Regions from separate parts of the Gossypium hirsutum genome. Here region 1 is linked to region 2. A link is a contact called in public Hi-C data. All regions are on one chromosome and are shown on one strand. Each heading gives the region's core, a stretch centred on a gene start, on an enhancer-like site or on the middle of the called end of the contact. The rest is flanking DNA. Distances are from core to core; before and after follow the strand shown. Region 1 holds the start of LOC107897592. Region 2 holds the start of LOC107897600 (cell cycle checkpoint protein RAD17).

Evidence for each region. A called contact is a pair of places that touch in the nucleus more often than the background predicts.
Region 1: a Hi-C map of leaf shows a contact between it and region 2, with 3 times the contacts expected there. The contact joins the promoter of LOC107897592 here to the promoter of LOC107897600 in region 2. A contact is called at or near these places in 2 of 34 Hi-C or Micro-C datasets (both in leaf).

What each region holds. Positions count from the first base shown.
Region 1 is chrA10:20,427,080-20,432,390 of Gossypium_hirsutum_v2.1, forward strand. It overlaps LOC107897592, which reads left to right and starts at 2,936. Exons shown (of 4, transcript XM_041078956.1): 1 at 2,936-3,726; 2 at 3,797-4,180; 3 at 4,651-4,871; 4 at 5,088-5,311. The coding sequence starts at 2,979. LOC107897593 (a long non-coding RNA gene) reads right to left here and starts at 349. Exons shown (of 2, transcript XR_001684211.2): 1 at 1-349.
Region 2 is chrA10:20,230,541-20,235,730 of Gossypium_hirsutum_v2.1, forward strand. It overlaps LOC107897600 (cell cycle checkpoint protein RAD17), which reads right to left and starts at 1,275. Exons shown (of 13, transcript XM_016823098.2): 1 at 891-1,275; 2 at 720-777; 3 at 550-635; 4 at 418-465; 5 at 231-290; 6 at 1-83. The coding sequence starts at 1,079.

The DNA of each region.
Region 1 (5,311 bases), core at 1,686-4,185, 200 kb after region 2:
CAAGAAAATGGTAAAATGGGAATGCCTATATTGAGTCATTTGAAGATTGGGGAAAAGAAATGTTTTGACAATAACGGTATCTGACTTAATTTGCTCACACACCAGAGTAACTATTTTGGGAATAAATTCTCTCTCTGAAGGGATATCTGAGTCATTGTTTTCTTGGTTTGTTAAACGAATCTCTCTAGAAATGAAATGCAGAAAATGTGAAAAAAGAAATGGATTCGTCAAATGAATGAAGACTGGCTGTTGATTTTTAGGGTTTGTTAGGTATTTTGATTATTGTTTAGGAGTTTTGTTTTATGCTTTTTGGCCTCGGCCTTTTTCTCTTTTATTTGATTTGTTTTTCATTGTATGTGGATTTCTATTTACTTAATGAAAGCATACCAGACTTTTCTCAAAAAAAAAAATTAAATTTGGGGTAAATTATCAAAATAATCACTTTTGTTTGTTTCAGGTTACATTTTAGTCACTTATGTTTGAAATGTTACGTTTTAGCCACTTGCGTTATCGTGTTGTAACATTTTATTTACTGAGCGTTAATCGTCATTAACGGTAAGGTTATTTCAAATAAAAATTTTCGGTTAATTATACAATTGATCCTTTTTTTCATTTTGAGCAATTTAATTTTTTTTATATTCTTTAAACTTTCCCCTTTTTTTTTTATTTTCCATTCTCTTCTCTTTCTCCTTCTGTTTTCCTCCCTTCTCCATTTATTTTAACGTAGTTTTTCTATGTTTTCTATTTGTTAAAACTAGTCCCTATACTTTTATTTTTTTAAACAATTGATTTTCTTTTTATCTCTTTATTTCTTTTTATTTTTCCATTTTCTCATATTTTTCACTACAGAAACATAATATTTGCTTATCAAATAAACCAAGTCCTTATTTTTTTCACATGATTCCTAAATTAAATTTTCACTCAAAATCAAATATCAATAGTTTTTAATCAAATCTCGATTTGAATATAACCTAATTTTGAAACTAAAATTGGATCTAACTAATTAATATAAAAAATTCATATCCTTATTCAAATCTAAACATAAATTGAATTCTTTATATTCAAAACAAAGTTTTTCCGTTTCCAAACTTTTATAAAATCATGTAGATTATTCCTTTTCTTTTCTTTTCTTTTCTGTCGAATAAAATTAAGCAAACGATAAAATTGATCTAAATCTTCTTGGATATTCCCAAGCAAGCTTGATTGAAAGTCGAGCATGGGTAAGTTTTGTATGGTGATCATTTTAGTCATTAAAAGTGTAGAGTTTGTTTGAAAAATCCATGAAACAACGTAGCTTCGAAAAGGTGAGAATGTTGTAGGTTAGAAAATAAGGTGGTAGTAGGGGTTGGTTAAGAGGTTAAGGGAATGGGTTCAGGAAACTTTGTTGATGGTGGACTGCCATCAGCCACGACTAGCAAGTTCTTCGAGTGAGGCGAGCTTGTGGACTAGGTCATTGAAAGATTAGAAGTGGTTCGTTAAAGTGATAATAAATGATGAGGTTTTGTAATTATAGGGTGAGAATATGTGAAACAAGTTTTATTTTGGTTTTAGTTTTCACTTTTTCTTTTTTCATAAACATAATAAAGTTTTAACAAATGTAAAATATAGAAAAACTACATTAAAAGAGATGGGGAAAGGAGGAAAATAGAGGGAGAAGTAAAAAAAATGAAAAATGAAGAAAAAAAAGTTAAAATAACATAAAAGAAAAAAATTTAAATTGCTCAAAATGAAAAAAATTATGGGAAACAATTGTATAATTCAATCTAAAATTTTTGCTTAAATGATGATTTAACGTGTCACGTCAACTTATAATTACATTGTTAATGACAATTAACGGCATAATGACAAATGTTACAACATGTTAATGAAAATGAGTAAAATATAACATTTAAAATATAAGTAATTAAAATATAATCTAAAATAAACATAAATTTTGAAAAAAACTAGTAGTTAACTAGATTAGGTGGAAACCCCATTGACATGTTAATGGTTATCCAATGGGTAATGGGTGAGGTTAGAGATGATGATTGAAAAAGTCAAGATGCTTCACTTGTATTAAATTTCCAATACTCTTGGTCTTGGGGCCCATTTTCATTTAAGTTCCACACGTCCTTTTCATCTTTGTGGAAAAGCAAGTGATCTTGAGAAAGTAAAAATAAAGTAATTATTTGGTAAAGAAGAGTTTACTATATGTTTTATTTATTAATTTTAAAGTTTTAAATAAAATTGAAAGATACATAATAAAATTTCAATCTCGTTTATAAGATTAAAATTTTTTATCAATAATTATATAAAATGGATTAAAGTCTGAAATCTTTTGTGAAATTTTGAAGGAAAAAATTGATGGGGTTCATGTAGGAATAAGGCATATTTTCATGCAATTAACTAAAAAGTTAGTCAAGATATAGAAAAAGTATATTATAATCCAAGCTTCTCTCTCTTGAAATGACAAAGAAAGTGAGAATTGCTGACCCATGAAACTACTCTCTTATTTTTTAAATATCTGGAACAAAAAATTCCAATATGGCTCTTTCCATGTTATTTCCTTATTTGTCAACTCAGTTTAAAGAGTAAAAAGGATTCCAATTCATGTTTGGGGGATTTGCAGCCTTCAATTGAATTTAATTTAAAATATAATTAATATCAGTTGAATTCCTTTATTTATTAAAAAAATATGTAAATTCTAATTGTTTACGTTTGAGATTAAGATTTTTTCGTTTTTTCAAGTATGGTATTAAGATAATTAAATTCGGATTATTACATAATTTGAGTTGTTTAAGGACGAGTTTGATTCTATAATAACTTACTCAAATTAAAAAAAAAAAACTAAACTAAACTAAACTAAACTCAAGCAGCTTGCCAACCAAGTTATGCTATGTGGTCAAGGACATCTATCTTGGCCCCCCACCAAGTTAAATTAACTGCCAAAATCCCCCACACCCCAAATCAAGTGATGAATCTTGAAACCTGACTTGAGCATGGCTTTCCTTACTTCTTGTTGGCTTATTATTGAATCTATAGTCATCCCTCCTGGATATTTTCTCAAATGGTTTTATTTGAGCTTCTATATCCACCCTTTTTTTCTTTGTGCTTGCCAAGTTTTTCTGTGTCTCAAATGGCTGAAAAGATGCATTTTAGCTTTGTTGAGTTATCCTTTTAGAGTCATCTACTTTTTGGTTTTTTATGTTGATAAATTTTGTAGATATTGTGTCGTCTATATCTTCTCTTTTATTAGAGCTAAAGAGGTTGATTCAAAACAAGTGTTGATCTTGGAAGCTGCTGATAATATTAGTCAAAATCAGCTCATCAGCTTATGCATTTGTTCAAGCATGCCATCCGATGCATGGAAGACTGAATTTGTAGAGGCTAATGGCTGTGAAGATAACCATGAAATTCTTCCTGGAAGAGAGTCTTCGAATATGGAAGACTGGAGCTTTTATTATCTTCAAAAGGACTTGAGCGCATATGAATGTTCATCTTCCTTCTGCATTTCTCCATCCATGGATGAATCATATTTGAATGAATATTCACCGTTGTTTAGTTCCTTGAGCACACCATTGATGCAAGAATGTTCATTACCAGCTTGCAGCTCTAGTTCTCAAGTTCTGGAGAGGGAGGTAATAACCACAGCAAGAGATGAGGATGAATCAGAAGGTTTTTACAAGAAATATTATGAAAGAATGAGATGGTTTGATATTTTAAACCATGACAGGACTCAGGGAATAAGTGAGTATTTTTCTTTGATTGGTTACTTTTATGTGCAATCTTATTGTACTCATTGATTGGTTACTTTTAGGTGCAATCTTGAACGTGGAAGTGGGGATCCCAAGTTCATTGGAGAACATCAAGGTGAAGGATTTGACAATCCCCTACATATCATGGAGCAAGCAGGATAAAAAGAAGCTTTTGAGAAGTTTACAAAGTGATTTTGAGTTGGTTTATGTGGGTCAATCATGCTTGACATGGGAGGCCCTGCACCATCAATACAGAAAGGTCAAGTTCCTGAGCTTGACCAACTGCTTGTTTGCTGATAATTGGGCAAAGGATTTCCAAAACTTCCAAGTATTGCTAGAAAGATTTTTGGAAGAAGAAAGGTATGTTTATAAGGGAAAGAGAGCTTGGAATTATGTTCAAGCAAGATTAGCTTCCAAGACCCTTCTTCAAGTTCCTAAACTCACAGGTATTTCTTTTAATAGTTAATCTTCATTTCTATTATTATACAGTATGGGATTAACAATACTAGCTAACAGATTATAAACACAACACAAAAAATATATATAACTAAAATATTACACAAAAAAATAACACAAATATGCATTAATATATAAGGATGTTTAAACATATTAGTATTAAATTCTAACTTGACTTTTCAACTTGGAAAGAGAAAGACTGTGCTTACTGATATGGCCTTAGAGAAATGTATTAAAATGAAAGTCCACGAAGGTACTTATCAGCCATAGAAAAATGCAGTTTAAATATAATATTAAGATCATTTATATTTGCATAAGTTTAGTACGACATGATCTGAGATATGGATCTTATTATTTATTTTTAACAAGATTGAGATGCAAAGTTTAACAGCTTCATTGGAAAGATTATGTCTCTTCTATATAATTAAGAAATTTAGCCTCAATCTGATCATTCTTACAGGGTTTTTGGAGGAAGAAAAAGATGGGAATAAAGGGGAAACAGTGGATGCAAAAGCGGTGTTGAAGGCAATAGAGAAATGTATAAATGCTTTTGGAAAATTTATAACCACTGACAGGACTAAGAGTTGGTGGAAATTCAAGACTTCATTATGGACTTATCCTCCAATGGAGGATCCAAGAGATTTACATCTGCTGGCTGACCTAACCACTACACTTGCAAAGGTAAAGAAGTATTCAGGGACGGAATTCTTTGCGGTTAGAACTGTTCATAAGTGGACAAATACTGTATGGACCTTCACACTTAGGTTGATAACCCAATCCATAGATGGGTATAGTGACATGTTGGTTAGGAGGAAAACTAAGGACTGCATATTTAGAAGAGTTCAAAAAGTGGAATGATGATATGAAATAATGATTATATTTTCATGTTTGAAGCAGAAGGAACTATGGTTGAAAGATTTACAAGGGAAACGAAAGTGCTGGTTTAACAAAGTTGTGAAACCTATGGAAGAGTCCCAGAAAGAGACAATGGTGTTTGCAATGATAGAGATGCAGTTGATATCGAGAGTATTGCAGATGTCAATTGTATCCACTTCTCAACTCAATTGGTGCCAACAAAAGCTAAACAACATTCAATTTAAAAGAGGGAGGCTTTTCAGGAC
Region 2 (5,190 bases), core at 25-2,524:
TGTTCTTGCCAAATTGTGGGAGTAGGTGTGTTCCATTCACATAATTGAGCCCCAATCTTAGATGCAATCAAATGGACAGTGGCCTACACACAAGAAGCAGGATTTTCAAGTAAAACTTGCAGGTAAATGCTGTTATAGTCCTACCATTAAGTCATAAAATGGATAAATAGCAACAACACAGTGCCTTAGTATAAAATGTAGAAAAATTATGCTTTGCTAAGACAACCTACAGATTTTCCAACCCCAGCTTGCCCAGAGAGGATGAGAACAGAACTACGGCCAACCTCATCCTGTAAATACTAAAGAAAAACACATGAACTTACTCAGACCAGTTGAAGAATAATAATAACGAGATGCTTATTCAACATCAGCAATAGATAACAATCACAACATCCCACTTTAATATAATGAAATTACCTTTGGAGTCATCAATCTTTCCTCAAACCATGACTTGACTTCTTCAACCTGCAACAAACAAGAGAGGGAAAAAATGCGAATTAGTAGATTACAGATATTCAAATGGACAGTATATAGCATACTGACTCTCACCTTTTTCTTGTTAACAGCAAGCTCTTCCAGAGAAGAAGGCTTATGTTTATCAACCCACAATTCCTTTGGATTGCTCCTTCTAGAACCTAGATCGTATTCTATTTCCAATTAATCATAAAGTAAATGTTTTAATGAAAAATTTTGTTAAGAAGGAAATATACACAGCATACCAGCAGAAACCTTGAACCCATTCAAAACTTCATCAAAATCTCTAAAAGCAAGTCTCATCTGCACTAAACATCAAATTTAATGATTAATATATATATATACACACACATACATTTAAAAGAGCGAAAAAGACATTTAAGAAATTAATAATGATAAAAACAGAACGTATTTACCTCATCTACATTGCTGGATTGTTTGGTTAAGCGAAAGCCCGGGAGACGAGGCTTTTTGGCTCTACTAGGATTCGTACGAGTAAGAGAAGACGTGGATTTGGGCTTCTGGTAGCTCCGTGTCAACCTCGAAGAAGGCTCGTAATCTTCATCGTCTGACGAGGATATGACGATGTTGTTTCGTTTCCCCATTGCTAATAGAGCAGAAACACTATCGATAGGTTTTTGAGCAGTTCAAAAACCCTAAAAGTTAGAGAATTTGTTTTGAGATCAAAGAGAGGGATGAAATGGAAGGAGTGGCAGGATTTGGGGAAGAACTGAAAAGAGAAGTGTTTCCCTTCGCAGGCTCAAAAAATAATAAAGGCGGTGACTTTATCAGCCAAGGTTAGGAAACGGGAAAGGCGTACGAGGGAAGCTAATTACGATTTAGGATTAAGGAACAGGGATAATATACTAAATGCTACTTCAGTTTAGCTTGGAAGTTCAATGTAGTACTCAAACCTTTTTTTTCTCCAATTAGGTTCCTACTTTTGGCTTCCGTTACCCAACCCTACGGAAATTGCTAGTTTCGGCCAATGGAAATTTGACAAATGTAGTTAAGAAAGACACATATTAGCATTGTTTTAATTTCAATTAATTAAAAATGAGTTTTTTAAAATAGTATTTTCTATATCCAAAACTTATTTTTCAGATTCTCTCAATGTCAATGGGTGGTCAAGTTCTTTTTGAATTTCATGGCAAAGTTTTCATCGCCCCAATGGCCCCCAAGTAAAAATTATATAATAATTATCTCGTGTTAGAGTTTTGGATTATTTATTTTTTTAATTTAACTCAATTAAATATATTTAATTCAACTTTATTTAAATTTAATATAACTCAATTTAATTTTAAAAAATTTAAATTAAATTTAGTTAATAAAACAAGATTTGTCAACTCAATTAATTCAAACTTTTTTTATTAAATTCGATTAAACTCTCACCCATAATTGTCTTCTATTATAGAATGACTTAGAGATTGAGAAATTTATAGTATATAATTGTTGAATAGATTTATATTCCTTTGTGGCAAATCACTACTTTCTTTAGGTAAATATGCAAACACATTTGTCCAAAAAAAAAGATGTCTCCCATTATTATTGACTTCTTAAGAAAAAAAAAATCCAATTTTAATATTGAATTTAGAACGTTGATTTTTTTATTTTAATATTAAACTATACTTATTACGTTGAGGAATAAAACCTCTAAATTCAAAGTAATGTACATTATCTAATGCTGGAAGAAAAGCACGCTCGACCTACAAATTGTCTAGGTGTAGTTGGTTTTTTCAAGGTGGTCAAAATACTTCTTATTTTGTTATGATCATTGTTGCTCGTGACTTTGGAGGAAATATGGAGATCAAATACTCTTATTTTCAACTTCTCACATGGCGAAGAAACAATAACTTTGGAAGATGTAGTCTTAGCCATGAGCCTTCCAATTGAAATAGTTGTTGTCCTTGGGGTGGCTAAATTTGAGGTTGAGTTAGAAACGAGAAAGTTACTTAATCATTGTCCTTGGGTGGCTAAATTTTCCGAACAGATAGGTTAATAAAACTATTCATGAATTACATTAATACTTTGTATATTGTCCTCACATGGTTTTTGCATGGAAAAAAAATAGAAGCAAATGTTGTTCATTAGTTGTCTAATGTTTAACTAATATTAAGCAGTATTACGTGATCAAATCGTAATATAGAAAGACAACTTGTATTAGTAGACGGCCTAAACATGTCCTTAGTATAATCGAAAATGAGTAAACTAATTGAAAGACTAATATGTCATCTATCAAGTCCAATTGGAGAGATGTTTTATCTTGGGCATCAGAGCGGATGGCTCTCAAAAGATAGAGATATAGATCTGACTAACTGGATTGAAAATACATCGGACTGGACCCAAGAAGAATAGATCTTCGTTTCATTTATGGATTTATTCACTTGTAATGTTTATAGTGTGACATACCTAAATCTTGAGTGGATGACAGACTATGTATGTGTGACTATATATGTGTGACTCATACGCTTTGATGTAAGTAAAAACTTGAGTACGAATAGATAAGGAACTGAAAGATGATGTAGTAGGTGTACGACTTCTATAGACATGGGTAAATGATATCCTCTCATTGGCATTACATGGTTGATGAAAAGTAAACATGGACAATGGTCGTTCATCTTTGTGATGAATGACTTGATCATTATTTGATAGTGGTTGACTTTTCATGAAGTAAGATGTAATGGTTACAATGAGATAAAATATAATCATATTGGGAGAACATATATTATCCCAAAGAGATTAAGGATACCCTATGAGAGTAACACACTTATGACAAAGTCATTGGACGATTACTAATCGAGTTGCTTGCGTAATGGTATGCGTTGGGGAGAGCTCAATCAAGATACTAGAGTGGAATGACCTCGTGACTAAATGAGTTTATAATTAAAGGGTGAAAAGTTGATACTTAACTATAAATCATTCGAGGCTCAATTGCATATGTCAAATCGGTCTCTCCGCTAGCTCATTGAAACCAGAAATGAATTGCATATTTAACTTGAAATGAACAGAATGAATAAAAATAAATGAATGGAAAACATTCAGAAATGATTATGGTTTTGTCTGAGATGGAAAAATGGAATCACTTGGAAATGAATGTGGTTTTCTCAAAATAGAATTGGAAATGAAAGTGGGAAATGATACATTTGCAAATGAACATGGATTACTAAAAAATGATCGAAAGAATGAATTTATGTTTTTGAGCCATTTTAAAGCCCGAAAATGAAAATAAATCATTCAATCATAGTAAATAAGTTGAATGGTAAAATATTAAATATATTTTCTCAAAAATTTTGCCATGGGTAAAATCATCATAATTTTACCGAAAGTAAAATTTGGATGAGAAAATTATTTAATATAAATATTGAAAGTTATTTTTGGCAAATAGAAAAATAAATATTGAGTTGGATCAAATTATAAATATAACACCTAAATGAATGGCATGACGACCAACCCTTCGTTATTTCAACTATCATCATAAGATAAAGTAATTTAATCATTAATCAACAATCCTATAGGGTTTTGCTGTGAAAACGTAATATATGAAACAACCTTCTAATAATATTAATCTGTTTATAATAATCTGGCCATCTAACTTCAGAAGTCTAATTACAATTTAAACTAGGTTTGAAGAGTTCTTATACAAGCACAAAACAAAAATTCAAACTACACATTGCCCCGATATCTACACATGTTACAAAACTAAAGATGACATACTTACATAAGACTGTGAAGATTTTGGCTTAGTTCCTTTTTTTTTCCCACGAACAACAGGTTGGAAATACCTGAAACGAGGAAGAGAAACACGATAAGTTCACGAGGAACTTAGTTAGTTCTAAAAATAAGTTACTTCAGTTAAGAATTAGCCAGAGATCTCACTTAGACAAATTTTGTGCATTCATATTCAACAACTTATGTTTGGCCTTGAACATCATAGATGCATAGTACATAATGCATGATAATTCCTTCTATGAAAGGTCATGTAGGATATAGTTTCTTCGTAGAGACTCTTTGTGTATAATCTTAGCATAAAACCAACCGAATGGAGAGAGAGTCATTTCTAATTAACTTGGCAGACAATCTTGAGGACTTTTTCATGCGGATTACTAGATGCAAACTCTTATAAGCAGACTCATACATGTGAACTTGTAGTAGAAGATTCATGGATATAGCGAGTCATACATGTAGATTTAGAAAAGAAGATTCACAAATATGGAAAACTCATACATGCGGATACATAGAAGAATATTCATAGATATGACGGACTCATACATATGAACTTGTATAAGAAAATTCATGGATATGGCGGATGACTGTCTATATATGAATTATCGTTTATAGTAAAAATAACATACCAAAAATATAAGAAATTAGAACGGCGGTGTCTGTAAGTGAATGGGTCAAATTATAATATAATATAGTTTACAACGAAACACTTACAAGTATTCCAATGATTAAGGAGGATGGAATAAATTTATAAAAAAAACTTTTTACAAGAATAAGTATAACGCCCTCAACCCGACCCGATTCACCAGGTTCGGATCTCGGGAGTTAGTTCACATTTCACTTAGCAAAATTTTCAAAAGAAGTCAACTTATACTATTGACTCAAAACATATTTCTTATCATTTTATTTAAAGACTCAATATCAAAGAAACAAAGGAAAGTGTTTTAAAAATAAAATATTACATCATACTTGTTACAACTCATTACAACAAAA